Regions from separate parts of the Sus scrofa genome. Here regions 1 and 3 are each linked to region 2. A link is a contact called in public HiChIP or PLAC-seq data. All regions are on one chromosome and are shown on one strand. The core of a region is the stretch at or near the end of the contact, and the rest is flanking DNA. Distances in the headings are between cores, read along the strand shown. Region 1 holds the start of TOM1L2 (TOM1-like protein 2). Region 2 holds the start of ALKBH5 (RNA demethylase ALKBH5). Region 3 holds the start of TOP3A (DNA topoisomerase 3-alpha).

Evidence for each region. HiChIP or PLAC-seq counts read pairs in DNA pulled down with a chosen protein or histone mark.
Region 1: an H3K27ac HiChIP or PLAC-seq map of alveolar macrophages shows a contact between it and region 2. The contact joins the promoter of TOM1L2 here to the promoter of ALKBH5 in region 2. A contact is called at or near these places in 2 of 47 Hi-C or Micro-C datasets (embryonic fibroblasts and liver) and 1 of 2 datasets of contacts at active chromatin or transcription factors (alveolar macrophages).
Region 3: a contact with region 2 is called in an H3K27ac HiChIP or PLAC-seq map of alveolar macrophages. The contact joins the promoter of TOP3A here to the promoter of ALKBH5 in region 2. A contact is called at or near these places in 1 of 47 Hi-C or Micro-C datasets (liver) and 2 of 2 datasets of contacts at active chromatin or transcription factors (alveolar macrophages and skeletal muscle).

The regions. Positions count from the first base shown.
Region 1 is chr12:60,649,706-60,653,687 of Sscrofa11.1, forward strand. TOM1L2 (TOM1-like protein 2) reads left to right here and starts at 2,448. Exons shown (of 14, transcript XM_021068013.1): 1 at 2,448-2,648. The coding sequence starts at 2,597. It overlaps DRC3 (dynein regulatory complex subunit 3), which reads right to left and starts at 2,116. Exons shown (of 12, transcript XM_021068003.1): 1 at 1,783-2,116; 2 at 1,326-1,423; 3 at 831-992. The coding sequence starts at 987.
Region 2 is chr12:60,528,811-60,532,381 of Sscrofa11.1, forward strand. It overlaps ALKBH5 (RNA demethylase ALKBH5), which reads right to left and starts at 1,429. Exons shown (of 4, transcript XM_021067995.1): 1 at 1-1,429. The coding sequence starts at 724.
Region 3 is chr12:60,441,874-60,445,362 of Sscrofa11.1, forward strand. TOP3A (DNA topoisomerase 3-alpha) reads left to right here and starts at 1,719. Exons shown (of 19, transcript XM_021067987.1): 1 at 1,719-2,094. The coding sequence starts at 1,915. It overlaps SMCR8 (Smith-Magenis syndrome chromosomal region candidate gene 8 protein), which reads right to left and starts at 1,652. Exons shown (of 3, transcript XM_021067988.1): 1 at 1-1,652. The coding sequence starts at 1,131.

The DNA of each region.
Region 1 (3,982 bases), core at 1,198-3,697, 120 kb after region 2:
TGCCCAGAGCAGCCCCCGGCCTAGAAGAGGCACGTGGTACACAGTGGGGGGGGGAGGGGCAGCGGGAGGCGGTCTAAAGCCCCCCTGACACCCACCCTGCCACCCCTTGAAGCCTGCTGCTCTGGGCAGCCCAAGGGCTTCGTGAGGCTGGGCCCGGCCTGCCTGGCGCAGCACCCCGGCCTCGGGTATGTCTCGGTAGCCCCCTGTTATCGACTGATGAGCGCAGGCCAGCGTGGAGGCCGGGGCAGAGCAGAGACAAGAATCACTGTGCCCTCTGCCGAGGCCCGCCAGCACCGGGCTGGGGGGGTCGCAGGGCCCGTGCCTACCTCTCCTGCCCCCTGTGCCACCTCACTGGCTCCCCGAGTGAGGCCGGCAGCAGGCTTGTTGTCTCACCTTGTCCCCCAACTCGTGCGGGAGACAGGGCCTGCCGTCACCCGGGCTCGCAGATGGGACACAGGATCTGCCAGGTCGCAGGCACGTCTCCCACCAGGCTGCCCTGGCTCCTGCGGGCCCTGCCCTCCTGTTTCGGGCCCTTCCTCTGAAGCTTCTCCCCAGCGCGGCACCCCTCCCTGCCTTCCTGACCACGCGGGCCCACCTTCCTAAGCTCCCCCGCCCTTGGGAACTTGCCCAAGTGGTCCACGAGTGGGAGAGTGGGAGAATGTCCCCTTTCCTGCTCGTATTCAGAGTCGGGGGGCTCTGGGTGCTCAAGAGCTAAGGGCACCCAGCGCTTTACAGCCCCTGGTGCTGGTCCTGCGCCTCCTGCCCCGGCAGGACCACGGACTGGGCAGGAACTTGGGGCTGCCCGGCGCCCGCCCCGCCAGGATACGCACTCTGGAAGTCCAGCTGCAGGGACAGGACGTCCTTGAAGAGGACGCCCTCCTGCTTGGCCAGCTGCCCAGCCTCCTCCTGGGGGCCCTGCTCCCCCACGGCCTGCTTGAGCATGTGGTCGTCGATCACCCTGGGCTCCACGTCCCCCAGGCGGCTCATCCTCCCTGGAAAACACCATGTCTCTTCCCCAGGCTGCTTCCCGGCCTCCCTTGGCGGTCGGGCTGGGGTCCTTTCACAGCGCCCTGGGGCGTCATGGTGGCCACGGACACTCTGAGGTCGGTCCCCTCCCACCCTTGGCTGCCGCACCTGGGCTGCTCCAGGGCCCCACGGGCACCCAGCCTGCCTGGCACCCACCAGCAAGGCTGCACCTCTTGGCCCCACAACCACGGTTGTGACCTCGCCACGGCCCTGGTGCCCACAGTGTTCTGTGTAGCCTCTGCAGCTCAGCTGCGGGGAGTTTATAATCTACCACCCATCAAGGGTCCTTGGTGACTTGCCTGACAATAGTGTCGTTGTAGGTGGGGGAAGTCGCAGAGAGTTTTACCCCACTGTCACCACAGTCGCCTCCTCACAGAGAACCAGATCCAGAATTGTCCTGCAAAACAATTGTCCAACTGGACCTGAAAAATAGAGCCCCTATTGGCCATGAATCAGAAAGAGAAAACGCACCATTTACCCTATGTCACTGGGTGCCAGTGCACACTTGGTGTTAAATGACAGGCCAGCTCCAGGAGCCATGAGAGAGGGGAGCCCTAAAGCCCTAATTTCCCAGAAAGGGAAACTGAGGCTGGGGAAGGGACAGACATGGACTCGGCATCCACATCCAAAGCCACAAGTCTTCACCAAGAGGAAGATTAGGTCTAACTAAGCAAGAGGAACAAGTTAGCGGCAGTGGAGAGGTGGGAGCGAGGGTCCGTGATGCCCTCTTGAAGAGGTATCGCTAGGCCAGGGTACCTCTCTCTGGGTTGGAGGCCTGTGTGTATTTGGGGCCTGTGCCCAGAGGGAACGTTTCCCCAGGTCCTTTTCCACCGAGGCCGGGAGGAGGCTGCCAGGGGGCCTGGGCCCTCCTCCAGGTGGGGCGGCCGGCGGGCTCCTCCGGGAAAAGGTCAGGTCCTCCCGCAGCCTTTGAGTTTCAGCCCCAGATTCTCAGCTTCTGCGCAGTTCCCGGCGGGCTCCTTTCCTCAGCGACCGGTTGCTAGGGGAACCAGGAGCCGCACTCCGTTGCTAGGGAGAGTCTGGGGCTAGACATCCTGGGTGAAAGTTGACGGCCACGTGATCACATTTCTGGGCGGGGAAAGCCTCCCGGCACCAATCCGCTGTAGAGAAAACAAATACTTGTCCAATCAGCGGTTTCTACGGGCGGGGAACTTGGTATCCCCGCCCCCTACCTACGTGACTGACTCGTCTTTTGCCCAATAACAGTAAGGACTCCTTCGATTGACCAATATACAGGTGAATCAACATACACAGACTTTCGTTCGGAGGCGGGCCAGGGGAGGTGACGGAGATTCCTGTGACCTAGCTCGCGACCCCGCCCAATCGGACGCGGCAGGGTGGGCGGGGATTCGCTGAGGGAGGTGTAGGGGCCAATCGGAAGAGGGCAGGGCAGCCGTCGCCCAATAGTAACGTGGCGGGGTGGGGCTGGGACGGGCGCCGGCGTTCCGGAGGGTGGGGCGGGGGCAAGTGTCAGTCTGGCCGGGAGCGCGGCGGGGGACGCGGAGACCCGGCGGCTGACTCGCTCCGGCCCCTGCCGAGCCGTCCGCCCAAGATGGAGTTCCTCCTGGGGAACCCGTTCAGCACCCCGGTGGGGCAGTGCCTCGGTAAGGCCCCCACAGCGGCGCCCCGAGGCCTGGGCGAGGCTCCGCGCGTCCCTGCGCGGCAGGGCCCAGCACCCCCCTCCCCCCCGCGACAGCGCCGGCCGGGGTCGAGCAGCCCTCGGGGGAGCGGGAGGCCGGCGCGCTCTTGAGGACACGGTGGGGGGCAACCTGCCCCACCTCGGGAAAGGGGGCGGCCTGCTCGCGGGGCGCCCGCGGGGCCTGGCCGCCGACCCCCTGTGACCTTGTGCGAGTCACTGCCCGGTCCGGTCTGAAGTGCCCCGTCTGTCAGAGGCGGGAGCTGATGTCCCCTGTGCTCGTCCCTGCCCCCGGCTGTTGCTTCCGCGCGTTCTTACATTTGCCAACGCGGAAATCTTCGGGGACAGATAGAGGGGTGCTCGCCGGCCTGAGCCTGTGTGGGCGCCGGGATGACCAGCATCCCCGGGGGAGCGCCCGAGGTGTGGGTGAGGACCACCAGAGGGCCGGGGGCCAGTGGACTCTGCTTGCTGCAAAAAGCAACTTGCCTTTCCAGCCGAGGCTGGAGCTTAGGCCGAGTGCCCTCGGTCAAGAGTGTTGATTGGTTTCTTTGAAAACTGGATCCTGCTGGTTGGAGGAAGGTCTGGAACAACGTCTTTGGTGAGCAGGGACCTTTGGCGTCCTCGCCAGCCTGGCTGGGTCAGTGGTGACGTGGTTCTTTTCTGCCTACTTTTCAGCCTTGCCGGGGCCTGGGAAAGCCCTGAGGCATCTCGGGTGGGCCGGCGGGCGTTTGGGAGCCTTTCTCGTGTCCGTGGTGTGGGGGCTCCGACGTGGTGACGGACTGGGCGCTGGATGAGTCTCTTCTGGCCCGTGCCCACTGCTGCCCCTTCCTTCTTCCTCAGCTGCTCCCCCGCTGCATCCTGATTCCAGAAACTCATTTCTCAGTTGGGAAGCCAACTCCCGTCAGCTGTCGGAGGGACCCGTGGACTTGGGGGGAGCTTTTTCCCTTTTTCTGGCTCCTGTGCAGTAAGAAGCTCTGCACCTTTGAAGTGCCGAGGTCGTTGACGGGGTGTGTACGTTAAAGAGGATTTAAAACGTGCGGATATGAGGGGTGTGCAGGTGCAGAGAGCGTGAGGCTTCCCTCGGGAAGACCTGCGTTGGCGCCACGCCCAGTTCAGCCCCGGACCCCCAAATCCTGGGCACCCCGCTGAGCCTGGGTTTGCTCCAGAGGGAAGTGGAGGCAGGGTGCTGTGTATTCAGGGTGGTGCGGGTTTCGGTGAGATGATGGATGTGCCTGGAACACAGTCGAGGCTCAGTTCGTCGGAGCTGCCGCCGTTATTATCAGGATGACTCAGGCAGGCGAA
Region 2 (3,571 bases), core at 179-2,678:
GTTCCGACACCCGGATAGGCTTGAACTGGAACTTGCAGCCGAAGCAGAGCGCGGAGTCGCTGAAGAAGGACACGGACACGATGGGGCGCTCGAAGATGTGGATGGGGTCCACGTGAGACACGATGCAGCCGCCGGGCTGGTAGTCGTTGATGACGGCGCTGTTGACGAAGCCCTCGGGGATGACGCGGTGCTCCACCAGCTTCTGGATCACCAGCTGGTGCACCCACTCGGGGATCTCGTCCACGTCGCCCGGCGGGTAGAGGCGCTCCTGGCCGGGCCCGCGCTTCTGCAGCTGGGCGCCGTACGTGTAGCCCTCGCCGAAGAAGTACTTGTTGCGCAGCGGGGCCCGGTCCACCGTGTGCTCGTTGTACAGGCCCTTCTCGGCGCGGGACACCACCTCGTCGATGCGGGCCTCGATCTTGGCGCACTCGTCCTGGCTGAACAGGCGCATCTGGCGGATGCCGCTCTTCACCTTGCGCGCCTCCTCCTCCTTCTGCAGCTGCTGCTCCTCGAAGTCGCTGCGCTCGGGGTCCGAGTCCTCCTGGTACTTGCGCTTGGCCCCGGGCGCCGCGTAGGGCTCGGCCGCGGCGGCGGCGGCGGCGGCGGCGGCCACGGCGGCGGCGGCGGCGGCCGCGGCCTCTCGGCTGCCGGCCTTGTAGTTGTCCCGGGACGTCATGGACTTGAGCTTCTCACGCAGGTCGGTGTAGCCGCTGGCGGCCGCCATGGCCCCCGCGCCGCTGCTCTAGGGCGCTCCGCGGCGGGCGGGGCGGCCGGGCATGGCTCTGGGGGACGCGCCCGGGCCCCGGGCCGCAGGGGCCGCACCGCCCGGCGGGGGAGTCGAGGGTCAGCGCCGGCGGCCTCAGGGGCGGCGGGTCAGGCGGCGACGACGGGGCTTCCTCCTCCACCTCGTCCGCGTCCCGGGGGGCAGGGGCGCCAGCAAGGCCTCATGCCGCGCGGGGCGGCCGCGGAGGCTCGGCCCGACTCCCGGCCAGACCCTCGGACGCCGGGCCCGGCCCGCACTTTAAAGCGCTCCTCACGACGTCACCGCCGCCCGCCCGCCCGACGTCCGCCAGCGCCGCTCCTCAGCGGGCTGCTCCGCGCGCAGGCGCAGTGCGGCCGGCCACCGCGGCTCCGCGCGCAGCGAGCATGCGCGCGCGTGCGGCTGGGTCAGCGGAGGTGCCGGCGCACGCGCAGACAGGCGCCGCTCGCCGTCCGCCGCCCCTCCCCCACCCACTGAGGGGCTCCGTGAGCACCCCGAGCGGCAGCCTGCCTCCTCTCCGCGCCACCCCGCGGCCGAAGGGCTCCCTCCACAGGGGTGCGCTCACGCCGTCGACGCTGTCGCCACGCTGCGTCACGGCATCGCCCGAATGCCCCAAATCGCCTCAGTCCCCAGCGCGCAATCACCAGGGAACCGCCACAACCCAGGCTGCCCCGTCACCGCCCCTTTGGGGCCTCCACTTTGTCATTGGGCCGCGGGCCACGGGCCGGGCGGGCCCAGACGGCAGCTTCCGGAAGCTGGTTGGCGCTTCTGCCTGTCAATCCGGCGGTCGCCTTGGCTACTGCGTCCGTCACCTAATCAGCGGCGGGCGGGCGGGCGGCGAGGACCTCCGAAGGCTGACCAGGTGGCTAAGTGAGTGCCTGAGTGGAGGCCCTACCGGAGGGAAGCCCTCAACGCGCAAGGAAACGCTCAGATTGCGGGGCTCAGAGCCCCGCCCCGTCGGCCGCAGACTCCGCCCCCTCGCCGCCGCCCGGCGTGGACGTTGCCCGAGTCACGTCCCGGCGGGGCGGCGCGTGCGCGGCCCTCCGCAGCCGGAGCCCCCAGGACGCCGGGGGAGCCCCGGGACTGGAGCGCTGGCGGCGGCGCTGCCCGGCGCCCAGGCCTTTGTTCAGACCCTTGCGGCCCCGCCTGACCGCCGGGCCTGCACGCGGGGTCGCCCTCGCCCCTCCTGGGTCTTCCGCCCGGGATGCCCGTCCCTCCCGCCCTCTCCTTCACTGTGGCTCTTTGAGGCTCAGCTCCCCCCTGTCTAGCAGCCTCCCCAGGTTGGCACTGAGATGCAGCGCTTCTTGGGTTTCCTGGCCTCGCCTCCCTGGCCGCTGTGCTCCCGGCCAGCTGCCTCTGCGCCCTGTCTACCCACCGCCGCCAGCTTGTCGCGGAGCCTGAGCTCCAGCTCCTGCAACCTGGCAGATGGGTGTTTGGGTCTGGACCCCCTGACCGGCTGTAGGACCCTGGGCGCGTGGCTTCCTCACTCGAGCCTCGCTCTTGTGGGTCTGAAACGAGAATGACATCAGTGCAGGGCCCACGTGTATGGTGCTGTGAGGATGAAGTCCCGTTCCTTGAGCAGATGGACCGCTGCCCTCAAGTCTCAGCTTGTTTCCTCGCCCTAAGCTGACAGGCCTTCAAGTCCCGTTGGGAGCTGGGGATTTGGCAAGGACAGGCCAGCAAGGCCTGTGGGAGGGGGATGCCTGGCCACTGTCCCCAAGCCCCCTACCCAGGGGACCCCCCCAAGCGGCAGCAGTAGGTGGCACCGCTGGTGGTGGGGTAGGAGGGCAGCTGCAGGTGGTTAGAAGGTGGCCAGGGGGTCTGGGCCATTCTGTGTGACCGACCCCCCAGCACAGGGGCCCACGGTCTGCACCTTGGGGGTTTGGCTGTGAAGCCTCAGGCCCTTCCAGAGCCCAGTGTCCACCTCTAAACTGGCCTCCAACAGGGGGCATCGGGCCCTGCTCACACCTCCTGGCACGGAGCTCACTACCTCAGTAATCAGAAAGTACTCCCAAAGAGCCTGGTAGAGCCCAGTTCGGCTCATGCAGGCAAACCTGGGGCCTACCTCCTCCCCAGGGCTCCCCCACCCTCGGGCGCTCCTCCCTGACTCCGACCATTTGCAGCCAGGGACCCTCCTCGCCAAGCCAGCCTGTGTCACAGGCAGCACAGCTCTGGAGCCCCCCTACCTGCATCTGAATCCTAACTGGGCCTGTTAACTGTTAGTTGCTTCACCTCTGTGCCCATGAAGACAGGCCGTGACTGTCTCTGTGCCCACGCTCCCCTCCTGCGTCGTTCTCACCCCGCACCAGGCTGGGAACCCTGGGGCTTGGCGACTCCTGCTCTGGCTCTCCCCACGGCCGCTCAGACTTCCTGTCTTTCTGGGTCGGGGGGAGGCAGCAAGGACTGACTCTCCTGTCACCCCTGAGTCTTCCTGCTCTGCCTTTCGGGGGATCCTTACCTCTGGTGGGGTGAGGGTGGGGCTCAGCCTGCTGAAGCTGCCACTGAGGCACCAGAGCAGCTGTTAAAGCCCCAGGGTCGCGGTTATCCGCTGCTTGTGGACCAGCCCTCCCCAAACTCCACCCTCAGTTATCATCCTGCTCAGGAATCTGCAGTGGGGGGGGTTGGCCTGTCCCATCTGGTTCCACTGGCACCTCGCTCACATGGCCCACGTGCTGTCTGAAACCCGGAAGGCCTCGCCCCGGGGCAGAGGCAGTCAGCAGGGGTAACTTGCTGGGCCCTGCGCTCCGGCTCCTCCTCCACTTCCCTCGCCTCCCGGGTCCTCTCAAGGCTGCTTCCAGGGAAGCCAGCCTA
Region 3 (3,489 bases), core at 469-2,968, 87 kb before region 2:
CTCCACGAAGTCTTCAAAGAGGAAGTTTGTGATGCGCTGCTGCTTCAGGAGCGCTCTGTCGATCTGGCTGGTCAGGAGGTAGCAGAGGTCTCCTCTGAACATGTGCTCGACGTGGCTGAGCTGAGCCAGGGTCTGGGTGAAGTATTCGGTGTCACAGAGCTCTTCCAGGGTCTTCAGCTTCTTGTCAAAACACTTGGTAGACTTTGCTTTGATGAGTTTCGGGGTGTAGGCGGGTCTGCAGGCGAAATGGTTTGCCTCGGCCAGCTCGTCAGGGTCAGAGGGAGTGGCTGCCTGGCTGGGCTGACCCTGGGTGTGCCCCGTCTCCCCAGGACTCGAATCGGAGCCCTTCAACTTCCGACGAGGGTACGAGCGGATCTGCTCCAGCAGGTCCTGATGCTCAATGATGGACTTCTCCACGCTGGCCAGCTCGTTGGCTTTCTCAATGGCCTGCGATGAATAAAAGCCTTTGTCGTTGGCTTTCTTCTGGACCTCCGTCTCGGTGTGCAGCACTGTCCGGGTATAATCCAAGTCTTTCAGTTTTTTTTCAAGTTCCCCAGCAAATGCCTTCCTGTTACCTGTTTTCAAGCACTCCGAAGCTTTGGAAAACTCAGCTGAAAGCTCCTGGAACTGCTGCATGATCTTGTGCTGGTCGGCTGAGATGTAAGCCATGCAGAAGGGCCGCACAAAGCCACGGGCCTCCAGGTCATACAGGGTAAGGTGGTGCACATAGGCAAAGGCTCCCTCCTTGGAGTCTCCCAGCACGACCTTGGAGTCCTCTACGAAGTTCAGCTTGGGGTAGGCAGAACCAGGGGGGTGGCCCACGAAGGAGGCCTGGTAATCCACAGACATGATCCGCAACGAGAAGTAATTGAGATCAAAAGTACCAAAAACTTTGCTGTCATTGGGGATGGTCAGTAAGGGCTGGGGTCCCACCTGCTCAGAGAACTCGGAAATAAGGATGAAGTCTCGAGAGAACTTGGCCCCGGACAGTCTGGACCATGGATTGGCTCCTTGGCTGGCGAAGGGGTAGAGGGGCACCGAGTACTCCTCGGGTAGGGCTGGCTCATTGTAAGGCTCCTCCTCGTACTCGTCCTCTCTGGTGAAGGCCACCACGTCAGGGGCGCTGATCATATTTCCAGGTGTATGGCGAGAACATTGAAAGGAAGTGGGAGACAATGCGGGAGTAGCCAACGCGTGGAAGCCAGGCCTCTGGAAGAGGAAGTAAAGTCCCCGCGGTCTTCTCTGCGCCCTCAGGGGTCCGAGGCTGCCTGTCACACACCTGAAGCCTCGAACGCCTGCAGCCCTTCAGAGCTGTGGCTCCTCTAGGGCCCTCGGAGGCCTCATGAACTCCGCGGGTCGGGAAGACCCAGGGGGACGGCTGCTCTTCTCCTCCGGCGACGGCGGCCGGCGCAGGGCACCTGCAGCGAGGTCACCGGCGCTCCCAAGAACCCAACCGCGATGGCAGCGCCCCCCGCCCGGAACGGGTGCCCGACGCGGGGCTACAGGCAGCCGCACGGACCAGCCCAGCGTGGCGGCCCCTACGGCCCGAGGGTAGAAACCGTCGCGGCTCCTCGGACACCACAACCCGGAGCAAACGACCGCGGCGCCGCCATCTTGGCGTCACATGACTCTCGGCGTCGCGCGCCGCGTGACCCGGAAGCGTGCGCGTCGACTTCCGCTGTGCCGAGCGGCGTCTCCCGAGGGCGGAGCGGAAAGGGAGGGAGGAGAGGGTTGCGGCAGGGACGCCGCGCGCGCGCGGCAGCCTGGGACTTGTATTGAGCGGCGCGGCGCGGTGGCGCCCGCGGAAGCGCCCCAGAAGGCGGGCGGAAGCCGGCTGCGGGCTGCGCGCGGGGCGGCGGGGCGGCGCGAAGCCAGGTCTCGGGGCTGGGCCCGCAGCATGCGCGCGGCCTGGGAATGAACTTCGCGGCCGGCCGCCGCGCGCTCCGCTGGCTGCCGCGGCCTGGGACCCGGCCGCTGACCCGCGCCGCCATGGAGGTGGCCCTCCGGGGCGCGCGGAAGATCCTCTGTGTGGCCGAGAAGAACGACGCTGCCAAGGGCATCGCCGACCTGCTGGCCGGCGGCCGCGTGCGGCGGGTGAGGAGGCCCGGGGCGGGCGGGACGGGGACGTGCGCCGCTGCTCCCGCCGGCGGCCCCCCGACCGGCGTGCGGAAAGGGCCTTAGCGTCTCGGCCGTTTGCTTGGAAACCGCGGGCCCGCCTTGCGCGGCGGCGGGCGCGGGGCTCGTCCGGCCCTCGAGCCGCCCGGGCAGGTCTGGCCGGCCTCCCGCGACGTGCTCTCGAGCCCAGGACCCCTCCGCTCCCCCGCCCTCAGCGTCCGGGGGTCGGAGGCGGCGTCGGCACGAATTCGGGGAGACGGCTGCTGGGGCACAGAGGAGAGGGCCGGTGAGAAAGATTTGGGAAGGAGGTGGCACGGAGAGCTGTTCGGGACAGTCTGTCAGTAGCACAGGTGCATCCTGAAAAGCACCTTTTCTGGATGTTTCCAAGAGCACGGAGTGGAAGTCCCCAGCTCTTTTTACTTGGAAACCCCAGGGCTGTCAGGCCTGTGTCGCCGGGGTGTGGACAGTGAGAACAGGAGCCGAGGTTGTGCGGGTCCCGACTGAGAGCGTCGCCTCTTTTCCGGAGCTGAGAGTCTTGGCCAACTTAACGGGGTTCTGGGCTGCTTGAGACGGGCCCACCTGCACAGGGCTGAAGTCCGTATCCTTCGGGGAACCTTTTCCTCCCATTCGTCCCCCCGCCCGGGTCAGGGCAGCTCATGAGACGCTGTCTCGAGGTTCCGGGAAGGCAGCGACAACGGCAGAGAGAGGGCGCGGTGCGCGGGTTGCTTCTCCGAGCGCCTGCCACCCGGCCCTGGACTCCAAGCTCCGCGCGAGAGGGCTGTGGCTGCTTGGTCAAGTTGCTGGGTTCCCAGTGCCTGGCACCTGTCTGGAGCACAAGAGACTCTCAGGAGGTACTTGCTGGAGGAACATCTGGGCTCAGTCTTGAAAGTTTTAGCCGGCAGTGGAGCGGGCCTGTTCAAAAGCGGAGACGTTGGGGGTGTGGGTTGCTGGCTGGAGGAGCCAGGGAACACAGCCAGAGGGGTGCGTCTTGAGAGCGCCCCGGTTGCTGTGTGAGGGCACGCAGTTTGGCCACATCTCCTATGTTCCCCAGGTCGTGCATCTGTCACGCTAGTGAGTCCCCGGTTTCTCACCCCAGAGGAAACCCCACCCCACTCCTCCCAGCTGCTGGCAGTTACTCGTCTGCTTTCTGTCCCCAGAAATTTGTCTCTTCTGGGTATTGCATATAAAAAAAAGTTCGCGTAACACCTGGCCTCTTGTGTTGGGCTTCTTTCACTTGGCATTTTTGGAATCCGTTTACCCTGCGGCGTGTGTTAGTGTGTTAGTCAGGGAGATGGATCCGCCGTGTTTATCCATCCTTCAGTGGGAGGGTGAGCGGGGTGGTTTTGGCTGTTGGGAGTGGAGCTGCTGTAAACA